2 separate regions of the Manis pentadactyla genome follow, and region 1 is linked to region 2. Evidence: chromatin contacts called from public Hi-C data. All regions are on one chromosome and are shown on one strand. The core of a region is the stretch at or near the end of the contact, and the rest is flanking DNA. Distances in the headings are between cores, read along the strand shown.

What was found. Hi-C and Micro-C count contacts between places; a contact is called where the count stands out from the background.
Region 1: a contact with region 2 is called in a Hi-C map of fibroblasts, with 6 times the contacts expected there. The contact joins the promoter of FAM3A here to the promoter of FLNA in region 2. A contact is called at or near these places in 2 of 3 Hi-C or Micro-C datasets (fibroblasts and skin fibroblasts).

What each region holds. Positions count from the first base shown.
Region 1 is chrX:146,412,004-146,417,786 of mManPen7.hap1, reverse strand. It overlaps FAM3A (FAM3 metabolism regulating signaling molecule A), which reads left to right and starts at 2,618. Exons shown (of 9, transcript XM_036923580.2): 1 at 2,618-2,855; 2 at 4,360-4,473; 3 at 5,011-5,034. The coding sequence starts at 2,843.
Region 2 is chrX:146,268,360-146,274,905 of mManPen7.hap1, reverse strand. It overlaps FLNA (filamin A), which reads left to right and starts at 2,409. Exons shown (of 47, transcript XM_036887127.2): 1 at 2,409-2,564; 2 at 5,638-6,125. The coding sequence starts at 5,753.

The DNA.
Region 1 (5,783 bases), core at 1,369-3,868, 140 kb before region 2:
AGTCCGCAAGGGGGCGAAACTGGTCCCTGAACACACAGCCATGCCTTGCCTGGGTAAGCATGAGCCATCCAAGTCCACAGCAGCCACAGCCCACCATCCTGGAACTGCAGATGGATCTCAGAGCAAATAAAGGACAGGGGCCCTTCCTCACCCCGCAGGGGTCTTTGTGTTCAGAAGCCCACATGTTTACAGACTGGGAGACTAGCAGAGAAGTTTGCTAGGGTAGCCCTCCCCTGGGGAGTCAGCTGGCATGGCATCACCTAGAAGGACGCTCCAGAAGCATGGGAGCCCTGAGTAAAGGAGGGATGCACTGGCTCCTCCCAGGCCCTCAGCATGTGCTGACTGCACAGGGAGGTGTGTGGGGACCTCCCAATCTGATCTGAGGATCTGAGTGTCTCCACTGTGACAGGCCCAGGGCCCAGGTGAGGGCAATCAACTCATATCTGGGTGCTGTACTGGGGCATTGATCTGTACACTAGGAAGGAGGAGGAGGGGCTGAGCAAGTTATAAGGTCCCACTGGGCACCATCAACTATCACTTCACACTGGGTGCCTGCACTGGGGCAGAGACATGAGGGCCCAGGTGAGGACAGTCAACTGAAAGCACAAATCTTGACGTCCATACTGAAAAGGAGAATGGGGGATCACTGAGGTCATTCAGCTACCACTTTGGCTCTGGGTCACTAAACAAGCAGGGACATGAAGGACTAGGTAGGAGAAGTCAACTGTCACCTCAGCTCTGGATTCCTACACAGAAGAAAGACACAACAGCCCAATTGAGAGCCACCAACTGTGACCTCAGCTCTGGGTACCTACTCTGGGATAGAGGCATGAGGAGCCTACACTGGGGCATAAGCATGCAGGCCCAGCTCAGCACTCCATGTCTACACTGAGGAAGGGAAAGTTACCAGGTGAGGGAATCAACTGTCAACTCTGGTGCCTAAACAGGCAGATACGTAAGGATCCAAGATAAATCAGCCAACTGGCACCTCAGCTAGGGGAGCAACACTGGGCTACAGGTAAGGGGGCCCAGAGGACACATTGCTGCCTCACACTGCTTCCCTGCATTAGGGCAGGGACATGAGGGTCTGTGACATGAAAGTCTAATCCTCTCTACATCCCCATTGAAAAACACTCTTAGAGGAAAATAAGGTACTTGTGCAAGGCACCCAGGGAAGTACCATGCGGCACAGAAGAATCCCAGGCCTCTGGCCCATCACTCATAAGGTACCTCTGGGAATGGTGGATGTGCCCTGGACCCTCATGGGGACTCATTAAACCAGCCTTTCCAAAATGCCTGCTCTGAGCAAGATGTAAACACTGTCCTCTCAGAACTACCAGTCACATGCCCAGTGACTGGCAACCCAAGAGTGTGAGTAGCTGGGACTTCCCTCTCCTGGGCCCCACAACTACAAGCAGGAAAGACTACTTAGGAGGACACAGTGCCCAAGGTTTGATCCCCACAAATATGTGAGAGTCTGGCATATGGTAAGCATTATCTCTGATCTCAGATTTCATGACAGAAGCCAAATACTCCTGACTACAGCAGCAGGGTCCTGAAACTGATTACCTTCATCTTGTTATGGAGGATGAGAGGCTGTTCTGTATGCCAGAGTAGAAGCTACTGGATTCTACTGTCATTGTCTGGCTCTATAGGCATTCTCAGTATCTTGGATTTTTTCTTAGAAAAGTTCTTCCTGTAAGTGGGGTCAAGGTCAGAGGGCATGGATGTATCTGCGATTCTCCTGCCGCCCAGCTACCGCCCACCAGAAAGAAAGATGGGTCCAGCTAAAGGGTGGCCGCAGCTCTGCCAATGCGGGAGGTGATCAGGGTGCAGTTGGTGCCAGGAAGGCCTTCCTGAAGGAGGCCAGAGGAATAGGCAGGAGCTTTTCAGTGGGGCCGTCGAGACGCTCCTCCAATCATCAGAGCGATCCTGAGTGTGAACGCACTTAGACAACAGGCTTGCGGGGAAAGGCGTTGGAAGGCTGAGCCTGGTCGCCTCTGTCTCGTCGCATTCTAGTGGTTTCCCCTGTGTGCTCTTCTGTACCACCACGTCCTTAAAGCACATATATCAACTTTAAAACAATTTCTAATTATGCCCCTAGATCTGCCCGCCTCTCGGAACCTATCCAGGCTTCGGGAATCCGACCGCGGGGCTCGAACGTCCCCCAGCCCCTAGGAAGGGGTCTGAGGGTAGACCTCGGGGCAGGGCTCTCGCGGGTGGGGGCGGGGCCATAGGAGCCCTGTGCTCACGTCAGAAGCGAAGCAGGCGCGGCCCCTCCCACCCGGGGGCCGGGCGGGGGGAACGGGAGCGGGCGGCTGGCGTGGCGCCGGTGGGCTGGGCCCTGGGGCCCCGGGGCCCCGCCCCCGGCCGCCATTGCGGGACCTGTCGGGACGCGCAGCGTTCCTGCTTCACTTCCCCCGCGCCCGCCAGAGCTGGACGGCTGGCCTTCCAGGGCGGCCCGCCACCGAGCTCGCATCTACCCACGGTCAGGCAAGTCTCCGGCCGGCGCAGCCCGTGTCGCCCGCCACCAGGCCCGGGAAGGCGGCCCGAGCTCGGGGCCTCCCACGGGAGGGGCCTGAGTCCCCGAGAACCATTTCCACCTCCCAGGTCCAGAGGCTCCCGTGGGCACTGTCGCGAGCCGACGGGTTCCCGAGGCCCTCTCCTGTCCTGATAGGGCTTTTCTCCGCGTTCCCGAGGAGCCTGGCCAGGGGGTTGGACGAACAAGTCGGTGCACCATTTGCGCCCCCCCAAACCTCCTCTTCTGCTCTGCTGACCCCGGAGCGCACGGCCTCCAAACACTGCGCCTGCTGGCGGCCCCAACCCAGCGAGAGAACTGGACATGAGGTTGGCCGGTGAGTGCCTTCCACAGTGAACGGGAGGCGGCTGGAAAGGAGACCCAGCTGGAGTCCCAGGTGTACAGAGGTCTGTGTCTGGAGGCCCCCGGTGGACTACTGGGCTTAGTTTTGGAGACGGAGAGCTCTGCACACTCATTCTGTGACCTTGACTGAGTCCTTTCACCTCCAAAGACTTCAGCTTCCTAAGCTGTGAGGTGAAGATTAGGACAGTACACTTCTCCCAACTCGGAGAACTGGCCCCTGGTTGGAAAATGAGTTGGAAGAGGGCTTCCACGGAGCCTGGCGGCTGGGTGGAGTACAGCGAGGTGGGGAGGCGTGGTCTTAGAGGAGAGGCTGACCGGAGTGGCGGTGGACTTGCACAAAAAGTGGCGCCAGCCCTGCTGTCAGCTGGACCACTACAGTGAAGATGGCATGGCTTCGGGAGGGACAGGTTGGGGTGGAGAGCAGAACTCCAGAACTGGAATTCAAGCTTGCCAAGGTTGCAGTGTTACAGATGTGTCCCAGAGGAGCCCTCCAGGAGGAACTGGCTGGGAGGGTGTGGCCTCAAGAACAGTAGCGACTGGGGCAGGAAAATAGAGTCAGTGCTCCGTGGGGGTTAATTGGAGGCCAAGAGTAAGTGAGAGCACCTGTACGTAGAGGGAAAGTAGAGGACAGGAAAAGAAGGTACTCCGACAGAAGCCTGGGAAAGCCCAGCTTTTCAGGGGACGCGAGGGGAGGCGGGGGGGGGGGAGCTGATCTAAGCAGAGAGGGGCGAGTGTCCAGCCAGGGTTAGAGCGTGCTGTCCTGGAAACCAGCGCACACGGGCGTATCTCCAGCAGGAGGTCCTGGGCAGCCAACCGAGAGGTCAAGGAAGACCAGAGCAGGGCCGACAGGTGACCCAGCGAGTGGATGACTCGAGGAACTGGTGGGGAAGAGGAGGGCCAGGGCGAGTGGTCAGCGGCTGGAGGGAGGTGACTCTGACGGAGGGCTTTCCCCTCCGTGCTGCCTTACGACAGGAGGTGCCGCTGAACCTCCAGGAGAAAGGGTGAGACAGAACGAGCGCTCTGACAGGGAGTCTGAGCAGGGGGGAGAGCTCAGGCTCCAGCTCTCAGCAGGTGAGGGACTGGTCCCCAAAGGGAGTAGGGGCCACCCCCTCCATCACTGCAGGAGGAAAAGAGGACAGAGCGGGTGGGACACAAACCTGTTGGCAGCCTCAGAGACAGGAAGCTGGGGGACTCCTGGGGGAGCACTGGGGCTCTCTCGAGCAGTGATTTCTGGAAAGCACCTCCACACCTGCCAGGGAGAACCACGTGGAGAGCCTTGGACTCAGAGTCCTCCTTCCACCTGCCAGGAGCCCGAGCTCCCTTCTCAGGCCTGGTGGGGTGGCCGGAGGTTCCCGCCTTCCTGTCCTCTGGTCACTTCTTCCCAAGGGGATGGGAAGATCCAGTCGTGGCAGGCCGGAGGGTCATTCACAGCTCGCTGGCCTCTGAGGTGGCCTCGCCTGTGTCTGTCCTGCCTCCAGGCCCCCTCCGCATCGTGGCCCTGGTTGTCATCGTGGGCCTCACCTGGATCATAGTCAGCGTCCTCCGAGGTGGGCCTGGCAGCGGCTTCCCTCACATCCAGCAACTCTTCACCAGTGAGTGTGGGCCCCTTCCCTGCCTCCTCATGGAGGTCACCAGGGTGGCTGCCCGGGCCTGGGGGCTGAGGCTCCAGGGGGTGGCCCAGGTTTCCTGGCCAGCCACCTCCAGCTGCCACTAGTCTGTCTCGGGAGGCACCTGGCACAGCCTGCCCCCACCCACCCATGTGCTTCACGTGGGAATGCCAGGCCCCACTAATCACAGTTCTGTGTCCAGGTGGAGTCACTGGGGTCTGAGTGAGGGGCAGAGGGGCTTGCTCCCTGCTTGCTCCTTGCAGGTCCTCCACTGGGCTATGAGATGGGGAGGGCACTCGACCCTTCTTACTGGTGACAGGTCACCTAAGTACTTTTTACAATTCTGATTTACCCTTTTCCTGGAGCAGGGAGCTTTGCATATGAACGTCATTGAGATTTGAGCAGGAATGTGCCTGAGCCTAACTGCCCCTCCACCTTGACTTCATGGTGTAGGGCCAGGCTGCCCTGCTGCAGGCCCCAGGAGGCTTCCACACTAACAGAAACAACTCTCTATACCCACAGGCCCAGAGGACTCAGTGACTGCAGGTAAGGCTCCTCTCACCTCCCTGCTCCTCCCCTGTGCCTGTCCCAGTCCTCCAGCATTTCTGTTCTCCATCCCTCCCCAAACTAGCCATCATGGCCCACTGGGGCTCTTGCTGTGAACCTAGAAAACAAGTTACCTCTTCCAAGAATACACTGGGGGAGAGGCATAGGGTAGACATTCCCATTCCAAAATGGAGAAACTACAATAAATAGTCCCAAACAAGTCTGAAACCCAGTAGGGCAAATGCCATTAGGTCTCAAGGCCTGAGAAGAGTCTACTTTCCACAAAACACTAGAAAATAATCTGGCCAAGTCTTTCTTCCAACATCCTCATTTCTATCTGCAGTCTCTTCAGAAGCAACTTTAATGTTCACACTTCTAGCAACATTGTGATCATGATGATGTATGCATTCTCCAAGATGACAGAAGTTCTCTCTACTGCTCTTCTCTCTTCTAAGTTCTCACCAGAATTACTTTTAACAGCTATATTCCTACCAACAGTCTCTCAAGGCAGTCTAGGCCTTTTCTAGCATGCAACTCCAAACTCTACAGCCTCTCCCCATCATCTGGTTCCAAAGCCATTCCCCCAGTTTTGGAGATTGGTTGCAGCAGCCCTCCACTTCCTGGTTTCAAAATCTGTGTCAGTGTCCTGGGGTGGCCATGACAGATCACCACACACTGGGTGGCTTAAACAACAGAGATTTCTTCTCTCCCAGTCCTGGAGGCCAGAAGCCTGAAGCCACAGTGTGGGC
Region 2 (6,546 bases), core at 1,160-3,659:
GACGGATGGCACCAGGAGGCTGAACTGTAATGGTCCCCCTCACCTACCCTGTGGGCATCTGGATCCCAAGTCCAACCACATTGCAGTGAAGACCCATCCTAGACCACCAGAAACCAAACGTGCCCTTGACCATCAAAGCTGATGCCCTCTGCACCATCCAGAGGGGGAGGTGGGGTCCCAGAAAGGAGGAGACTTGCCCGAGGCCCTGAGTGCAGTGATTCCTGCAGAGACCATTGCCCCAGCCAGTACCTATTACTCAGCTAAATGACCTAGGTGGTGGGGCCCAGCAGGGGTTCCAAGTGGTCAGAGGGGCTGTTGGGGGAAATTTGGGCTCTCCAGGGGAGTCTTCCTGGGAAGGGTGACCAGAGTTTAAAAAGGGGAGGAATTTATCTGGAACTGTAGCCAGGATGAAAAGGGCTAGGAAGTTACTGATTCCAAGTCAAGAATGAGAAGATAGTTTCTCCTTTAAGGATGGGAATGGCTTTAAGTTATACAGAAAAATACCAACCAATACATAGAGTCCAAGGGAACAGTTGTTCACTGGGCTATTAATATTTTATTTAAGATCAGAATCTTAATATTTTAGTATAATACAAAACAACTTTCCTCTTCAAGAATGTTAAAGATCCTTTGGGTTTTACCTGGTATTTGAATGCTTGAAACATTGGTCAGTAACAAAAGTAGTAAGAAGACAAATATTGTGAAAATTAATGTGTGGAAGATTATAACACTCAGTATAAAACTGAATGGTTGGCTGACCAAAGCCTTCTAAAGAATGCCTGTGTTCCCACCCTGGAACACATCAGTTAATCTCAGTACTAGTCGCATGGCTAGTTGGAGATTCAGCTGGCCTTGGAAGCAGTAATGGAGCTGATTCTAGCATTTTCCAAAACCTTCAACACCTTCAAAGGAGGAAAGGTCTTTAATTTATTACCATCTTCACCACGGAATAGCCAGTGCTGTACAACCACCCTAGACTTGGAAGACATGCAGACCAAGGACCAAGTGTTTTGGGGGAGATGGGTGTGTTTTGGGGGAGGGAGGTAGTAGTGTAAAGAGTATTCACATGGAAGTAGGGGTGTGGAGGTCCAGCCACGTGGTCACCAGCTCATTTATGCCTCCCCCACACCTATTGCACCCCTGGCTCTGATTGCAATGCCTATGGTCGGTGGGTTTCCTCCCTGAAAGGACAGCCTTGGTCATGAGCTCCAACACAGCCACTTCAGGGGTCTGAACTCAGGTCACTCATCTGTGCTCGTCTATCAAGTGATGATAACCCACTGTCCTCCCCAGTGTGTGTGTGTGGGTCAATGAGGCGTGGGTTCCCACTGGAGGGAATACCGAGAGAGACCCTGGCACTGCCAGGAGATCCCACCTGGGTCAAAGTGGAAAGGCCATCCCCAGCCAAATCAGCAAAGGCAGCAGTGGCTACCGGGAGGCTGGGGGGGTGATCAGCACCTTCCTGTTAGTGTCTGTAGCTTGATCGCCTAACTCATTTAGCAGGTGTGACCAAACTTCTTCCTCCCTCCCTCTCCTTTCTTTTCTTTCTCTCCTTTAATGATGTAGAATAGAATAGAAAACAGCAGAGTGCTTTTCAGGTCATAAGGGAAAGATCTGAAAGTCTCATTTGGTGAAACGTTTGTTTCAGTGATTTGTCAAACTACTTACGTGACTGCACACGTGCAGGCGCAGGGTGTAAAATGTAACTCTTGGGGACTGTGGGCAAAATGTTAAATAACACTGCTTTATGTGGTCTTTCCTGAGGAAGTGACATTTGAGCTGCCGAATCTGAAGCTACCAGGAAATAAGCACGAAAAAGAGGAAGAGGGAGCTGGCAGTGCCAGGCTGTGGCTGTGCCTACACAGCTCACGGACACCTGGCTCTTTTGCGGCACCCCACTGCACACTGCCAGGCTTCAGGACTACACTGCAGTACGTTTCTGCTGCCCACTTCCAGGCCAGGCCTGGCGTTCAGCAAGGGCCAGATCAGTGGCAGCTGGATTGCTTGCTCACCACCAGGCTTCGGTCCCCACCCCACTGCGGCCTTGTGGGTGGTAGGTACTCAGGAACACCCGCAACGTCTGTTGTGCCCCAGCCCAGAGGGCAGAATCCGACTTGCCTGGCCAGCAGGGCTTGAGGCAAATGCAGGGAGCCGTGACTGTGGGCGGCTCCCTGGAAGAGGTAGCCTTTCCAGCTGGGCTGACACGTGGGCCCTGTAGACCCTGCGGGCTCTAGAGGCGAGCCCCCTTTTCCCCAGGGCGGCTCTCGCTGGGCGGTGAGCTCATCCTGGGGGGCGGCGTCGCCAGGCGGTCCGGGCACTTGAGCTCATGGCGCGCCACCCCCCTGCCCCACAGCTCCTGGACAATTTTACCAATTAAGGCTTTCTCGCCAGGCCGGGCCGGGCGCGGGGCGGGGGTGCGGCCAACAAGAAGGCGGGCGGCAGCCCATTCGCGTGGAGGCGCGCGGCGTGCAGCGACCGTCAGCGGAGCCCCGAGGCGCCGGGTGCGGGCGCGAAAGCGAGCCAGGCGCCACCCCGCGGTCGCCGGCCGCCCGCAGGGACAGCAGGTGAGGCCTCAGTGATTGGGCTCTTAGCGGGACGGTCACAGCACTGCTCGCAGACCTGGGGCGGCGGTGGCGAAGGTAGGCAGAGAGGCTCCGAGAACACAGGTGCCGGCGCGCACCCAGGCCAGATGCAGCTGGGCTTTGAGAGCTCTGGGGGCGACCCTGGTGCCTGGGAGTGCACCGTCCAGGGACTGCCTTCCCTCGCTCACCCGAGAATCTGTCGGTGCCCAGGAGTGTGGGAGCCCAAGGCCACGGTGGTCCCTGAGAGAGAGGGTGTCTGAGCGTTTGGCAGTATATAGGCTGGTGTGGCCATCCATGAGCCAGCCGGTGTGTAACTTATGACTGTCTTGGAAGGATGGGCACTAGGAGCAGGACATTATGTGGGCTCAGGGTGAATGGTTACCTGGAAGGATACTTCATGGACGGTGTGTCCCCCGGGGAGGGTGACAGTGGGTTCATTGCTGGCACTAGCCCTCAGGGCATCAGCTGCCTTGGTTGGACACAGGGCAGTTGTTTCCCGGGCTGCTGTGCTCTGTGGCTAGGGCAGGGGTTGTGACCAGGTACAGGAAGCAGGGGCTCCTCCAACACACCGGATTCCTGGGCTGGGTCCTGGGCCCATATCCCAGGTGGCCCTGAGCTGGATGTTCACTGCCAGCCAGGGTGTGAGCAGCAACGTCCCCCGATTCCCATGCCACCTGGGTTCAGGAAAAGTAGGTGAAGCCCACTGGCAGGCCCACCTGCACATGCGCTAGGCTTCCCGGTGAAGATGGGAGCTCGGGTCTCTTCTCACCGTGCCATTCTGCAGCTTTCTTTACCAGCTGAGGCGCCCCTGTGGGAGGGCCTGGCCTGGGGTCTGACAGCCTGGCTTGGGGTAGGGGGCGGAGTGTGTCTAACATCCAAGAATCTACTCCAAATAAGGGAAAATATGAAAGAGCTGGATTTTGACTTCCAAGGACTGCCCGATCTGGGGGCTTTGGGATGGGGCGCCACCTGGTGGTGTACTTTGTTCCCTATGGACAAGAACGCCATCTCTTGTCTCCCCAAATACGGAAAGCCTCAGGCTGGAACCCTTAGCTTCTGTCCCCTTTTCTGCTGGAGTTGACTACTGGTCAGTTACCTTGACTCAGTTTCCCCACTTTCTGAAGATTAAGGAATGAACCCAGTTGGATGGCACTTAGTGGAGAGCAAATCAATTCTTGATGTAATTCTGTCCTTGGAAACTTGCACTCCAGTGGGGCAGGGAGATGGACCAGAAGGGCCACATTCACCTGTCTTGAATGGGGCCTGGCAAGGAAGGATCCGTTCTTGTTCCCCCTTTACAGCTCTCCCTCCGTCCCGCACCCCAGTTCCCAGATGCTGTGGTGTGGAGCTGTGTGCAGGTGTGTCTGAAAGTGGTCAGAAGAGGGGAGAGTGCACAGGAGGTGGGCCTCACACTGGAGAATGCCATTTGGACCCCTCACAACTGGTGAGGAAGAACCAGTGGGGTGATAGCCCCAAAGTGAGCATGCTACAGGGCAGGGGAGATGCTGGCTGCGACCACAGCCCCACTGTGGGCAATGAAGACACTCAGTGCTCTACGAGAATCAACCATATTTGGGCATGACACTTGGGCTCATCCAGGGCCTCCTCTCTCCCTGGTCTTTAGCACATAATTTAATTACCACTATTCTGCAGCTCAATCTAGGAATCAAACAGTAGGAACAATGACATGCTTTTGTTGAAAAAAGATGTCAAGAAGGGAACATTGGAGAGGGAAGGGAGGTGCACAGGAGTGGGAGGAGTGAGTCCACTCTGGGAAGGAAGGCATGGGTAAGCTGTTTTCTCTTGACTAAAGAAGATGGAAGTGAGTGTCCTTAACAGGCTTCTTGTCCCTGTACCTTTGCTGGTCTGTCTCCCCGCAGCAGCCCCCCTCTGTCTCGAGAGTTGTCTACCAGAATATTAATTTTGAGCAGATTGCTCCCCATTGTCCCGGGGACACACTCCAGGCTCCTCAGCAGGCCTTGGCAGCCTGCCGTGTCTCACCCCCCTCAGTTCCCTGGCACCCCTGTCCTCCAGGACCCTCTCTGCACTGCCACAGGCCCTGAAGCCCACCCAGACCCAGGTGCTCAGTGCCTGCCTGCCTGGCAAGCCTTATTGGAACAGCCCCTGTACCCGTTCCCTGGCCACCTTCCAGGTCACACTGGGCTCAGGGTCCACTCCCACAGGAGAGGAAACCCCCCAGTGTCCCAGGTGGACCGCAAAGTGGGTCAGGCAGACGCTCGCGGTCTCTGCACGCATCACACGGCACCCTCTGCCAGTGCCCACTGGCACGCCCGGCCCCTTCCAAGACTGCTTGCTCCTGGAGTGCTGGTGGCCTCCTGGCCCAGTGCCCCATTTTCTCCGGGGTGGAGTGGTGAGGGAGAGAGGCGGTGGGGACAGGCGGGCGCAGGTGCGCGGGCCAGGGCCGTGCAGAGCGGGAAGGCCGGCCCGGGGCAGAGGGTCTGGGGGGGCGGCCGCTTGCATGGCGTGGCGCACGCGCGCAAGGCGCTCCCATCAGAGCCTGGCCCGGGACCCGGGCTCTCCGAGGGCTCGCTTGTAGGTTCGGGCCCCTTTCAGCTGCTGCCAGGGCCGCTGGCTCGGGTGCAGCCGGGAACCCCGAGCGCCGGCGCCTGCAGAAGGGGGTTAGCGGTGGCTGCGGGGACGGGGGGAATCCAAGTGACTTGGGGGTGGGCGAGCCATGCCACCCCCTCGCAGGGGCCTTGGGTAAGTAAAGTCCCTTGTATGGCGTGGCCGAGGCAGGCCAAGTGGTCCAGCGCCAGACGCTGCGCAGCGTTTCCACGCTGCAGGGTTTCCTGCAGTGAAGACGCGAGGCCGCGGGGCTTGAGTACGTTCTAGACCCCTTCTAGGCCCCACTATGCTCCCCTAGCCTCCCAGGGGTCAGGTCAGACCGCTGGGGAGGCGGCTGGAGAGGGTGGCATTCCAACTGGGCCGCGCCGGGAGGGCGCGATCCCGAAGCCCCACCCGTGGTCCCGCCCCACTTCGCCCCACCCCTATCCCCGCCCCTCGCCCCCATTTAAAGGGCTCGCTCTTTCCGCAGTGCAACCTCGGCTGTCTGCATCGCTCTGCGCACTCAGAGGTCCCTGCGACTTTAATTAAAGGGACGTCCCCTCGCCTAGGCTGCAGCACCGCCCCTCGGCTCCTCGAGCCTCAAAATGAGTAGCTTCCACTCTCGGGCGGGCCAGAGCGCGGCGGGCGCGGCTCCGGGTGGCGGAGTCGATACGCGGGACGCGGAGATGCCGGCCACCGAGAAGGACCTGGCGGAGGACGCGCCGTGGAAGAAGATCCAGCAGAACACATTCACGCGCTGGTGCAATGAGCACTTGAAGTGCGTGAGCAAGCGCATCGCCAACCTGCAGACGGATCTGAGCGATGGGCTACGGCTCATCGCGCTGCTGGAAGTGCTCAGCCAGAAGAAGATGCACCGCAAACACAACCAGAGGCCCACCTTCCGCCAGATGCAGCTCGAGAACGTGTCGGTCGCGCTCGAGTTCCTGGACCGCGAGAGCATCAAACTCGTGTCCATCGGTGAGGGCGTGGGGCCGCTCCGTGGCGTGGGGAGGACGAGGGCGGGAGCTCAGTGCGTCTTCCCGTCTCCCCCAACCCTCCCTCGTCGACCCCTCTTAGCCACTCCCTTTCGCCGTGGCGCTATCCCGGGGGCCCCTGGGCCGCGCAGCTGCACTCTGGCCTCGAGAACAAAGGCGTGCAGGCTGGCCGGACAGACGTGTGGACCGCTAGGCGCCCTCACCAGCCGCGCCCCGGGCTGGCCTGTGCCCAGGCTGAGCTCACATCCTCCGCAGGCCGTGCCCCCGCTGCTGCACCCGTGGTGGGAGTGGGCCTGGCGGAGTTGGGGGAGAACGACGGGTGCACCGGCCACCTTGAGGGGTTTGATTGAGGGCCTTCTGGCCTTCAGTCGCCGCTGTGGTTCCTAAACGGGGTTGGAGCTTGT